3 separate regions of the Zea mays genome follow, and regions 2 and 3 are each linked to region 1. A link is a contact called in public Hi-C data. All regions are on one chromosome and are shown on one strand. Each heading gives the region's core, a stretch centred on a gene start, on an enhancer-like site or on the middle of the called end of the contact. The rest is flanking DNA. Distances are from core to core; before and after follow the strand shown.

The links. A called contact is a pair of places that touch in the nucleus more often than the background predicts.
Region 2: a contact with region 1 is called in a Hi-C map of leaf, with 7 times the contacts expected there. The contact joins the promoter of LOC103650928 here to the promoter of LOC100193311 in region 1. A contact is called at or near these places in 4 of 25 Hi-C or Micro-C datasets (bundle sheath, ear, leaf and 1 more).
Region 3: a contact with region 1 is called in a Hi-C map of ear, with 1.7 times the contacts expected there. The contact joins the promoter of LOC103650929 here to the promoter of LOC100193311 in region 1. A contact is called at or near these places in 2 of 25 Hi-C or Micro-C datasets (bundle sheath and ear).

The regions. Positions count from the first base shown.
Region 1 is chr3:176,718,968-176,723,271 of Zm-B73-REFERENCE-NAM-5.0, forward strand. LOC100193311 reads right to left here and starts at 1,443. Exons shown (of 5, transcript NM_001394745.1): 1 at 1,176-1,443; 2 at 573-704. The coding sequence starts at 613.
Region 2 is chr3:176,996,666-177,001,548 of Zm-B73-REFERENCE-NAM-5.0, forward strand. It overlaps LOC103650928 (extradiol ring-cleavage dioxygenase), which reads left to right and starts at 1,328. Exons shown (of 3, transcript XM_008676524.3): 1 at 1,328-2,121; 2 at 3,619-3,989; 3 at 4,096-4,614. The coding sequence starts at 1,726. The coding sequence ends at 4,288. LOC100278150 reads right to left here and starts at 2,258. Exons shown (of 1, transcript NM_001151519.1): 1 at 57-2,258. The coding sequence starts at 833. The coding sequence ends at 213.
Region 3 is chr3:177,042,512-177,046,903 of Zm-B73-REFERENCE-NAM-5.0, forward strand. It overlaps LOC103650929 (receptor protein-tyrosine kinase CEPR2), which reads right to left and starts at 2,336. Exons shown (of 3, transcript XM_008676526.4): 1 at 1,989-2,336; 2 at 1-843. The coding sequence starts at 823.

The DNA of each region.
Region 1 (4,304 bases), core at 193-2,692:
CTTTCGGCCAGGAGAACCGTGAAAATCCCGACGAGTGTGAGGATGGGCAGATTTACAAGTTTGAAACGCATCGTCGGCGAACCATCAGCATCCATGCATATCATGGGCTGGGAGAAGGGGCAAAGTTCTTGCTAGTTTCTCTGACGGACTGGTAGAAGATGTCATAAAAGCATAACCACCACTGCCAGCACCACCTACCAAATAGAGGGGGCGGAGCATGGTGAACGGAACAGCGACCAGAAGGGAAGGGACGGCATCTTGTACAAAGGTACATGGTAGTAGTACCGCAACACTCACTGCTGCAAGATTGCATGATAAGAATGGAGGATGGCACCACCACACCCCAGACACAGGCATCAATACGAGCTTAGATGCAAATCAATACAGCACGCAGCACATGACCGCACATGGTAAAGCAAATGGCGCATCTGAGACTGAACCTGGATTAGCACGCTATCGCTATCCACACCGAGCAGAACCCCAGCACAAAAGCGTGAGCAGCAAGCGGGCTGAGGTGAGTGAAGAGGTAGGGGAAGGGGAGGGTAGATCGAGACTGGACAGTGAGATCTTACGCTGCCCCGGTCGGCCTGTACCGGGCCTCCAAGGAACCCATGCGCTTAATCTCCAGGATCCTTCTCGGCGCTAACCCCCACGAAGGCTCAGTCCGACCACGCTTCCACCGCCCAGGTTGCGCCGCTTCTCATCTGCAATAGAGACAAGGAACACGTCAGGATCCGCTAGCTTTCGCGGTTCATTAAAAGCAAGCAAACAAGAAGATGCCCGGATGACACACAAGGGCAGACACAACAGAAGCAGAAACCTTCGTTAGACGAAGCATGAAGGGCATGAATGGGAGCAAGTCGGTTAAAAGGGAGCAACGACGCGAGGTAAAGCTGCGAACCGGAATCTACCGAAAAAGAAGGCAACAAATCAAGCAAGAAACAAGGGAGGGGAAAAAAGGAGGTAAATCTGCTGCAGGAAGGGAGCGAATGAACGCCAAATCGAGCAAATGGTGGTTCCACTTCCACACACACACCCCACCACCACCATACCACCAGAGCAAAAAGAACCCCGAAAACACCAAGAACAGATCAAGCGCCTCCCAGCAAGAACGCATCGGAAGAATATGAAAGCGCGGTAAGAACCGGTGGCGGCATAGGCAGCGTGGCGCGTACCCGGAAGGCAGCCGACGGGAGGGCGGGCAAGCGGGCGGAGGCGGCGAGGGCTTCAATGGCGAGAGCAACGGGCGGCAGCAGGAGCGGTGGGACGCAGGCAGTCGGTGGAGGTGAGAGGCGGCGGCCGAGTGGGGCTCCGGTTGGTCCTCGGTCCTTCCTCCCCTCTCTTCTACAGAGCTCTGGGTGGGCTTGAAGAGCGGAGCAGGAGAGGAGTTGTATATATAGCGAAGATATATACCCCGCTGCAAAAAAGCAAAGGCCGAGCTGGTTTAAGCAAAGCAAGCACATGAAAATGGGAAGCGCGCGGCTGGTTAAATAACCCGTTTCCTCAGGTGGGCCCTCGTCGCGTACGGTCGCGGACAAATCTTTTGGCCCTAGAGGGGCCCGGCCATCCGGGGGCACGGTGATTAGCGGAGTCGGTGACGGTGAGGATGGTTAGCCACCAAAGCAGTGGAAGCTGGTTGATGCCTGACGAAAAAGCCATACCGCATTCTTAGATTACGATATGACGAAAGCTGGCTTTGCAGTAGTAAAAACGAAAGATACATGGATCAATGCACTAGCAAAGAATGCGTGGCTTGTGTTTTTAGTTTTCAGTTAGACCTCTTTTGGATTAAAGGATAATTTTTCCTCATCCTATGTTTTTTGAACTATGTTACTCCTATAAAATTCCTACGTTCCAAAAAGATCTCGTGTTTGTTTGTACAAACCGTCCCGTCGCATGCCTAGAATGGCAAAGGCAGTGTGTGAATCTGCTGAGCAGCTAGTAACTTCTTCTCGGTTTATGGAGTTACACTCGTCTGTCATACAAAGACTGCAGTTCTAATATACAAAGGAGAAACCGAAGCTCTAGCAAAATTACAAAAAATAGACCTATACAAGATCGGTCCACGTTGTGGTTAGTTTAGTCTTCAGTGGAGCCCGACTAAAAAAAAATCACGAACCAGCCTTCCCCACTGCCGACGCCCGACGGCGTCACGTGCATCCTCCGAGCTGCCGCGCTCACCCATCTAGGATGAAATGTCGAAACGATAAAAAAACAGCTAAATTGTTTTTGTTTTCATATCTTTTTGTTGGGAAGAAAACGAAAATCAACAGTCGAAATACGGAATCGGAATTATCGGTTATTCGAAAACGATCGAAAACGATAAAATATAGTCAAAAAATAACTATTTTGTAGTTTTAACAAAAACATAATAAAGTGATGTATTGCCTAATTTTTAAGATTTAGAAATACACAAACAACTCTTTTTCCATCATTCATATTAGTTAGAGTAATTATAACATTTGTTTTTCGCTTATTCATTCACTTGAACACAATAAAAATCTATAACTTAAATAAATTATATGCTAGATCTATCTCATATTATATAAAACGGTAGAAAACGGTATTAGCACGACCCGGAAACGAAAAATACGAAAACAGTCAAAAAACTAGCTAAATCGTTTTTTACCGTTTCTAATCGGTTTTCGAACAATTCGAAAATGATCGGGGAAAAATAGTATTCGATACGGGATGATACGGGAATTTTTCGTCTCGTTTTCATCCCTTGACCCATCGGCCATCGCGCCGGGCCGCCGCCTAAGCGCCCTTTGCTGTGCGCCGGGTAGAGTGATAATGAATGGTGATCTAAAAAATTTTTCACATATTGTTAAGATTTGTCGGGGACCATAATTAGGGGTACACTCATGGCTCCTAAATCTTAGCTGGTAACCTCCATCAGCACAAAGCTGCAAAGGTCTGATGGGTGCGATTAAGTCAAGGATCGGTCCATTCAAGGGACGCGATCGCGCCTCGCCCGAGCCCAGCCTCGGGCAAGGGCAGCCGACCCTGGAGGATCTACGTCTCGCCCGAGGACCCCCTCCAGCAACGGACACGCTTTCGGCTCGCCCGAGGCCCAGTCTTCACCAAGAAGCAACCTTGGCCAAATCGTCACGCCAACCGACCAAATCGCAGGGGCATTCAATGCAAAGGTGGCCTGACACCTTTATCCTGACGCACGCCCTCTAGTCTACAGAGCCGAAGTGACCGCAGTCACTTCGCCGCTCCACTGACCGGTCTGACAAGAGGACAGCACCGCCTGCGCCGCCCCGACTGCTGCGCCACTCGACAGAGTGAGGCTGACAGCGGCTAAGTCAGGCCTCAGGCGTCATAGGAAACTCCGCCTCGCCCGACCCCAGGGCTCGGACACGGGCTCAGCCCCGGAAGACGACGAACTCCGCTCCGCCCGACCCCAGGGCTCGGACACGGGCTCAGCCCCGGAAGACGACGAACTCCGCTCCGCCCGACCCCAGGGCTCGGACACGGGCTCAGCCCCGGAAGACAACGAACTCCGCTCCGCCTGACCCCAGGGCTCGGACTCGGGCTCGGCCCCGGAAGACGACGAACTCCGCTTCGCCCGACCCCAGGGCTCGGACTCGGGCTCAGCCCCGGAAGACGACGAACTCCGCTCCGCCCGACCCCAGGGCTCGGACTCGGGCTCGGTCCCGGAAGACGACGAACTCCGCCCGACCCCAGGGCTCGGACTCCGCCCCGGCCTCAGCCGACGGTCTCCACCTCGTCCGACCTGAGGGCTCGGACTCGACCTCGACCTTGGAAGACAGACTCGACCTCGACCTCGGAGGAGCCTCCACCTCGCCCAACCTAGGGCGCGGACCGACCACGTCGACAGGAAGCGCCATCATTACCCTACCCCGAGCTGACTCTAGCTACGGGGAACAAGACCAGCGTCCCATCAGGCTCGCTCTACTATACGAGTAATGATGGCGCCCCGCATGCCCTGTGACGACGGCGACTCTCAGCCCCCTTACAGAAGCAAGAGGACGTCAGCAAGGACTCGACAGCCCCGATAGCTGTCCTTCCGCCAGGCTCCAGCACTCCTCCGACGGCCACGACATCACACGAACTGGGTGGCAAAACCTCTCCGGCTGCCACGATGGCATGTACTTAGGGCGCTAGCTCTCCACCGCTAGACACGTTAGCACACTGCTACACCCCTATTGTACACCTGGATCCTCTCCTTATGCCTATAAAAGGGAGGACCAGGGCCCTCTTACAGAGGGTTGGCCGCGCGGGGAAGGACGGGACGGCGCTCACGCAAGGCCGCTCGCTCCCTCCCGCGTGGACGC
Region 2 (4,883 bases), core at 78-2,577, 280 kb after region 1:
GTTTATGAGTTTATGACAATTGAGCCCGGGCAACTGTAGCATCAACAAATCATCAATGGAAAATATGGTTTTATATATAAGAAAATGTTACCAAACTATTTTCAACTTTATTGTGCGCTCTAAAATTAGATAAAAGATTCACGCCGTGTACGACAAAATAATAATAAAATGAGCACACTTGTAGGACGTTGCAGTGGTAGCTATACTAGTATTCACGCTTTACGTGGAACGGGAGCGTAGTGGGCGTATGGAGGCCAGTACAAGTGAAGCTCCATCTTGTACGTCACCGTTCGTCCTCGCAAGTCCACCGGCGAGGACCGGACGTATCCCAGCGCGTACGCGAAGTCGCCGGTGCCACCCACCACCGGGTAGTCGGACGGCTTGGTGTTGTAGGTGCCCCCAAGGACCGAGACGGAGCCCCGGTGGCCGCGGTGGTGGACCGTGATCTTGGCCAGCGACATGCTCTGCAGCCCGTCGAGGCTGGTGGTGATGGAGGTCCCCTCCGCGACGCCCGCCACCCGGGAGTCCCTGTCCGCGCGCACCGTCAGGTCGTCGCGGAAGACGTAGATGGTGCCGAAGGGCGTGGTGGTCTGGCTGACGCCCGCGCCCGCGACGCCGTCCACCACGATGTAGCCGGTCCTGTTGATGGTCTCGTGCTGGTACAGCGTGAAGCTGAGCGTCTTCCCGTGCCCGTCTCGGCTCTCGGTTTTGTTCTTCGGCGTCGCAGCTGCTACTGCTACAGGCGGGATCTGAAACTGGAGGCGGTGGAGAAAGGCCACCAACACGCAGAGCAGCAAGCCCCTGGCACTGGCAGCGCTCGTCGTAGCTGCCATGGTAAAACCGAAAGATCGCTACTGGATTATTATGCCTCCTCACTTGTGGCTTATCGTGGAGTTTGGAGCTTTTATGCACTGCAGCCTGGCAGCCAGAATGGACTAGCGATAGATTCTCAAACAGCTGATCTTGACGAAAAAAAATGACGGATCGAGACACTGGACATTCGGTCGCCGTCGGAGTAAACCTGATCATCTAGATGGTAGACTTTTGGTGGAAGACACCGTTCTTTCTCTCTCTGAACTCTGAAGACTCGTGACCTGCCGTGCGACGTCCTGATACCAACTGCGGCTGTGTACCAGGTCGACGGGGAGATCGGATTTGCTCCGTAAATACGCACTGATGCGGTTGCTTATATGTCAGTGCGTTTGAAGTCTTCTTTTTCATCTTTCTCTCTTTTTGGTTTTTTAGGCGCACCTTTCTCTCATTTTAGTGAGAGTAGTTCTTTTCCTTTCCTAGACCCAAACCCAAGCAGACCTGTGGGCCGTGGCCTTGCTCGAGACCAACAGCAAATTTCGGCTGTGCCTTTGTATGTCCTAACAAGCCCATAGTGGAAGACCGGCCCGGTCCACGAAACCTGTTCTCTCCTGTTAACGATTCCATAGAAATACGCCGTCGTGCGTCATTGCTTACACGATAGTGACCACGCACGCCGCGGGCCGGCAAACCGTACCGTCGCCGGAAGATTCGTATTGCTTGCTGCGTTTCGACTTTGGATTGGACCCGTCCCCTTGCGACCAACCGAACCGCCCCTCAATCGTCTCTCTGAATCATCCCTCTCGCACTCTCGCGCTGCACGTGCTCTCCTCCACGGGCCACCACCACAAACCAAACGCGAGCGCGACGCACGCGCGCAAAAAGAAGATCCAGCGCAGCGAGCGCGACGACATAATGGGGCAGAGCCAGGGGAGAGCGGGCAGAGCCAAACCAGAGACGCGGCACGCGACGCGGGAGGGCGAGCAGCAGCGGCGGCGCGGCGACATCGCGAGGCCAGGGCCAGAAGCAACAGCCGAGGAGGGGCAGCAGAGGCGACCGCCGAGAGTCCCGGCCACCATGGACACCTTCTTCCTATCGCACGGCTCGCCCACGCTCTCCATCGACGACAGTATCCCGGCGCGGCACTTCTTCAAGTCATGGGTGCCGGCGAAGGTCGCGGGCGACCAGCCCCCGCGCGCCATCCTCGTCGTCTCGGGACACTGGGAGACGGCCACGCCGGCGGTCAACGTCATCCGCGGCAGCAACGACACCATCTACGACTTCTATGGCTTTCCCAAGCCCATGTACCAGGTGCGCTCGATGCCTACCTACCACCGTACTCCCTCCCTTTCTCCGCTCCCCGCGAATCCGTTGGGAAGCCTCACCGTTTTAGCAGATGACCCAGTGCGTCAAAATTAGGTTGGTAACATTGCGTCTCGGACTCTCTCGGTGGGTCCTTGTTTTCCTCTGCTCAGTGCTTTTGAGTCACCCCCACCAGATCATGGTCCGGTCCAATGCAGGTGCAGAAATGGGGATTCTTGTCGCGAATCATGAGACCATGCGCCTTTTTTTTATCCTGAAACAAGGATCGCTAGAGCCAGTGACCAATGTTCTGGTGAAATCAACATGAAAATCAGATGTGAACAGGCCATTGGGGAAAGTTGCCGGCCTAGAGCTTACGGTAGTTCTACAAAAATGAATCTGCATATGTAGATATCTACCTGACCTGAATAGGTAGTGAGATGCTTGATAGCTTGCTTGTCAGCAGCAAACTTAGGGGCAGTGAAGCTTGATGGCCCATGCGCATCGAAGTAGGTAAGGTGCGGTTGCCGCTAGCATTTACCGAATTGACTACATTATATAGCCTGGCCGGATTCTGTATTTCTCTTTTATGATCTCAAAGTTAAAAAAAAAAGAAGAAGAAGAAAGTAAAGAAAGGCATCTTTGCCAGTAAGGTGCGTTTTTTCTGTGATGTATGCCTACTGAATTCTCTCACGAGCAGTTGTTTTAATAGTATTCACAGTTTAGCTAGTGTTACATAGTACTTTAGCACCTGAATTTCATAATACTGTATAATGGTTGAGTCTTGAGATATCATATATGCATCCAGGATTAAGACTTTAGGTGCCCTCTAGGTCCCCAACCTTGTTTGATCTGACGTTAATTGAAATTTTGTAGTTTGATATATATATTTTTTGCGCTTAACTTAGTTTAGTTAAAAACAATTTATTCTTTTTTTAGGTACGTGTTTAGCCTCCATGTTTCCATTCCACTTATTAGGTAGAGACATCCACCAGCTTGTCTTTAGGTTCTATTTTACGACTGGTTGGTAGCTTATGCTTCTAGATAACGTGGCTTCAGTGAGCAGGTAGGTTGGTAGTAGCTAATATAATTCTGTACTTGGGATATTGCAAATCTCCGGGGCCCCACAATCATACCATAGACTATAAGCAGCTGTCGATTTCACCTCTAGAAGATGTAAATGTAAGTTCTAACTTCTGCAGCACTAATGCGGATTAGCGTAATTTGCTATCATATCACATCTCTGAAACTTTCTGAATGAAATCGCTATACCTTTTATGCTTGACCAAACACAGTGTGTTAATTTACAAACGGAAATGTTTACCGCTGCTGCTGCAATAAATAAATAAATAATCGATGGAGCAGCTAGTAAAACACTGGTTGTGGTTGTGGTTGATGATGTTTGTAGCAAGCAGCTCATTCAGTCTTGTCGACATCATGCTTCAATTGGTCTGAAGTCCAAAGTTTCCCCGCTGATCCTGAATAAACTCTTTTGTCCCGTTCCAGCTCAAGTACCCCGCTCCGGGCGCTCCGGACTTGGCCCTGCGGACCGTAGAGCTCCTGGAGCAAGCCGGGTTCGGCCCCGTGAAGCAGGACCACAGCCGCGGGCTCGACCACGGCGCCTGGGTGCCGCTGATGCTCATGTACCCGGACGCCAGCATCCCCGTGTGCCAGCTCTCGGTGCAGACCGACCGCGACGGCACGTACCACTACAACCTCGGCAAGGCGCTGGCGCCCCTGCGGGAGGAAGGCACCCTCATCATCGGCTCCGGCAGCGCCACGCACAACCTGCGCAAGATTAGCCCGTCCGACGCGCCCGTGCCGCAGTGGGCCGCCGAGTTCGACACCTGGCTCAAGGACTCGCTTCTCAACGGAAGGTGAACCTGAAACGAAACTGCTCAGCGCTCAGAGTCGAGAGACCTGTTGGCCTGTTGGCTGTTGCTGCTGCTGCTGATAAAAAAAACTCGTCGTATTGACCGTCAGGTACGAGGACGTGAAGCGGTACGAGGAGAAGGCGCCGCACGCGAGGGTGGCGCACCCGTGGCCGGACCACTTCTACCCGCTGCACGTCGCGCTCGGCGCCGCCGGGGACGGCGCGAAAGCGGAGCAGATCCACCAGTGCTGGTCCAACGGCACGCTCTCCTACGCGTCCTACAGGTTCACCACCAACACCTGACGCGCTGCTCGTGGTGTCGGTGGAATACCACCGTCCCGCCCGGCCAGCTGCTGAATTCGGGGGAAGCATCCATCGACGGGTGTGGCACTGGCAGCATTGCACATACTGTATTTCTAATAAACCCCCGTGTGCCTGCCGTTCCGTTCGCGGTAGATATGCGTTTGTTATTGTTTTGCATTGTTTGGTGCAGCAGCTTAGGCTGATTGATTGCCTGCATGGTGGTGCCGGGTTCTCGCTGGCCTAGCTGAAGCGTGCATTCTATCGAGAAACGTTTTGTTTGTTAATGTATTCTATCATCGTTTTTAAGAGTTGAAGGCCTTCATCAATCCCCCAGTCGAAGCCCATCACATTGTCTCGAGGTGCATCCCACCAACTTCTCTCGGCCCATGACAGGTTCCCAACGCGATAGTTCGGGATTTTTTTATTTGTAACTCTTTTTTATAAATTATTTTTAAGAAAAAATAAATCACAATGCTTTTATTTCTAAAACAAACTCCAAACTACGTTATCATGTTATTTTGCCCGACGTGGTCGACCTATCACCATAGCATGTTAGTCGCCTTCGCCTGGCTAACCCGGCCAACCGCTACCGCAC
Region 3 (4,392 bases), core at 1,086-3,585, 320 kb after region 1:
GCAGCATGCCAGTCAGCTGATTCCGAGAAACATCAAACTCAGATAACAAGGTTAGAGTTGCAAGCTCTTGAGGAATTTCACCAGTCAAGTTGTTCTGGTAGAGCTCAATCTTCCATAAGTTCCTCAGTTTAGATATTGCCTTCGGGAATACACCAGTAATTTGGTTGCGTGAGAAGTCCAGTGTCCCGAGTGATACCAAATCGAAGACTGAAGCTGGTATCTCTCCCCTAAGATTGCATTGTCCCAAGAACAGCCACGTTAAGTTCTTCAGGTCTCCAATGCTTTCCGGAACATCACCTTCGTCGAAGCTGTTCTCTCCAAGGCCTAGTTCAGTTAGACCTGGTAATTTGCTGACCCATGTTGGGAATGCCCCATTGAAACTATTGGTCGACAAGTCCAGAACTCGTAGGTTGACCAATGCTGAAAGATCAGGCAATTCACCAGTTAAACTGTTCATTGACAGATTAAGTACCTGCAGATTTGTGCAGTCGGCTAGCGCAGCAGGAACAGTTCCTGAGATGGAGTTTGCCCCAAGCTCCAGAGTGCGTAATTGTCCAAGAAGAGAAAATGAAGATGATATAGTGCCTGACAGCGAGATATTTGAGAGTGATATCCCGATGACATCGCCAGAATTGTGGTCACATGTAACACCGTAGAATTGGCACGGTGAGTGGGATTCATCCCAGTTGTGTAGGTAATTCTGTGGATCTTTCAGATAGCCTCTGATGCCCAAAAGTATATCTCTATCCAGAGGTAGGGATTTTGATGCTCGGAAACTGCAGAGCACAAGGACTAACCAGAAATGCATTTTAAAATACACCATCACACTCTTAGCACCGTTACCTGAAAAAACAGGGGATCCTCACATAAGTGCACTGGGATACTAGATCTGATGACATCAAATAATTACGTTGACATTTTACGAAAGCACAGAGTGTTTAACATTGAAGAAACAAATGAAATGACCTGTGCAGTTCACTTGTGCCCGGGGCCGGGACGGTCATTGAAAGGGATCGAAGTGTGAAAAGATCAAAAGTATTCATTCTACTGAAAGCAGACCACTCAGTGACCATGGGGACCAGGTAATAAAAACATAACCAGTTAGATATTCTTTTCATGGTTTGCTTCTGTTCCTGAATAAATTGATCCCTAGAGTTTCCTTAATTTTTTTTAAAAAAGAAACTTTGACCGGATTTCTAGCCACCAAGGTTTATGACATCAATTTAGTATCATTAAATAAATCGTAGAATATACATAGACGTCGTTACACTTTTCTATAAAGTTAGTGAAACTTAAGATAATTTGACTGAGTCGATCAAATTCCTTGCTGGTAACCATCAGAGAGACTCACGCAGTAAGTATTCAGATATTTTAGCAGATACACGTCGCCTTTTCTCGGCCCCTCAGTTAGATGTTACAGAACATAAGGTTAAGGCCTTGAATGTGTCCATACTTCAAATCGGCAATAAACTCATCCAGCGGCAAACGGATGACTGGCTGTCATATTCAGGATCAAAACAAGCGTACTTATTATCGGAGGAGTCTCCAGCATGAAAAGCTTCGCTGTCTAGTGGAGTCTCTAGGATGATGTGACCACACGTCCACATTCAATGAACCGGTAAAGAAGAAAGAAAAAAATGGGAAATGACACTCCACTATACGAAGTGCAGGTGGTTGTGCTGTGCGTATTAATTTGTAACACTTTTGTCACTCATCCAGTTAACATGTCGAGTACCGAGGAACACCAACGTATCAACAAGTTGTTTTTTTTTTTGGTGGGGTGGGGGGTCAACTTGTGAAATCAGTCCCAAAACTATGTGCTAGCCATGGAAACTAACTGCAGAACATTTGACAGGACACCCAAACTTACGGTTTAGCAAATGCTACTCTGACTGAATCGAGAAATGCACAGAGCTAAAGTACAATGGAGACGGCAGAATTGAAGGCATGCAGTGCTGAACTGATGATGAAGCAAAGATCATACTTACAGACCCAAAAAAAAAGGCGGCAGCGTCCCAAGCGTCCGGCCAATCTGAGTTGATCAGGGACACAGGCCAAGAACAGAGAAATGTTAGTGCGCTACTTGCCTTGGTCCAGGCTGCTGGCTCTGGCTGGTCTCTGGTCGCTAACCTCTGCTGGAGACAAGACAAGGCCATGGGGGCGGCGAGGAAGGCCGGTAGATATAAGAGCGAGCTGGGAGGGAGGGAGCAGGCGACCAGTGGAGCAAGTAGCGGGAGCGGCAGAGCACGCGGGCGCGTCTTGTCCCGCCCCCGCTACGCTCTACGCCCGGCGCGCGCGTGCGGAGCGGAGGCGGGGGCGCAAGGCAACAATGCGGGAACGTACGCATGCGCCGGTATCTTTTTGCGTTCTGTGGACGGCGCGCCCCACTTGACCCCGCAACGGAAAGCGACGGCGCGCCCGCGCTCGGCCTCGGAACACCGTGAACCGGGGGTGCCCGCGGAACACCACACGGCACACCGGGACGCACGCTTGGGGCGACGTTGGAGTGGGCGTGCCGAGAGGTACTTTTCAACCCTGCCTAGCCTAGCTCTAGCTGTATGATATTTTTTTTTTCCGACGCGTCCACTCGTTCTTCTCGATGATGGTACACTACACCGACACCGCGACGCGCTGGGACTGGATGGGAGGAGCTTGGTCCTTGGTTGTCTCGTGTCGTCTGCCTCATCCAATCTTGGTTTGCATGGGTGTGCCAACAAAATCTCAGCATCCCAACGTTCCGTTTCGTACTTCCATTTCTGCCGAAGAACAGCACACAGCAGCAGAGTCCTGCCCGAGTGTCGGGTGGTGACGAGTAGTAAACTGTATCCGGAGCTTAACAAGAAGGACCGGACCAATCATCGGATCTGACAGACGAACAAAGTCGTTGGGAGCAAAAAAAAAAAAAATCCCAGCCGACGATATTCGAGTCAAAGATCCGCTGATCCAGCAGCCCCCGTGACAGAGTGGCCCCCTATTCCAATGTCCTCTTCGACGCAGCAAACGAACAAACCGAAAGCTGCCGGACCCAGCAGCAGGCCCAAGCGCCCACCATGGAACGAAACTTGTCTTGTCTCGCTCGCCCACGTGACGTGAGCACTCCGCGCGCTGCAGAACGATGATTTGATGATGATCCTGTCTGATCACATAAGCTCTTCTTCCTCTTTTGTACACGGCCAGAGAATGCTGATCTGTGCCTGCATGTCTGATTGGATTGGATCGGATCGCGACGTGATGAAGTGGTAGTAGGAGCGGCCGCTAGAGGGTTCCATTCGCAGGACCAGCCGACCAGGCTATGAACAAATGCTTCAGCCACCCTGCTGCCTTGGAATGCAAGTGCATTGCACTGCTGCGCTATTATTCTGTTAAACAACAAGGATCACTCATTACATCAGCTCACGCCGTGCACAGTGCGACGACACATACAAAGTGCCTCATCTGTCGTCCTTTCAGAGTTGATCAAACAGAACCTAAAATAATATTGTGGTCCGGCCGTGCGTCAAATGACTAGGCACAGAATGATTGTCAAGTGGTCGGGCTGGCTGTTGATGATTAGTATAGCAGCTTTGCAGAGGGATCTGTCCATCCATCTCAACAGTAACACTGACCAGAAAAACAAAAATTTCCCTCTAATTCTGCGAAACCTATATATTATTACGGCACTGCTCCATGCATGATTATTGCACTAGTGTCGTCGTGACTCGCGAGAACTTTTGGCTCGTGCTGGAGCTCGACATGAACTGACGCCTGACGGCCGGGGGGGAATCTAATAGTGTATTATGTAGCCTCACCGCACCGTGTCTGGGCTATCATCACCTGTCGCTGCAGCCGCTAGAATCGTGTGGAGCCCAAGGGCTAGGAGGCTAGGACAACGATGGTGTCCGCTCAGAAATCTGCTCGGTTTCTTCTTTTCTTTTAGAACACCGGCAAGCGCTGCAAGACGAGGTGCGCGCGCGCGCGCGTGTGGACACCGATCGAGTGCAGGCGTGGTCGGATGGCGAGCGTACAGTGTGCGCTCCAGAAATCTGCAGGCTCGGAGAAATAAATGTGCCTCGCCCAGTAGACGGTCTTTATCATTTGCCGTGCAGTCGGCGTCTCAGCATCTAACCGGAATATCGATCGGATCATTCGTTAGTTGTGGCCATCCTTAGAAGTCCCACAAGAGGAGTTGAGTTGCCCAACGGGCTCCGCAGCTCCGCTTCGATTCAGCGCTTCTTTTAGTTACTAAATTATCAAATACAAAAACTTTATATTTAATAATTTAAAGACTAAAATAAACCTACTAAAATATAGTGCCTACAAACCGAACATCGTCTAACACTACGGTTGGCTCGTCGGGCACCATGCATGTCGAAGATGTGGGCTATAGGTAGCTTAGCTACAACATCAACTTTT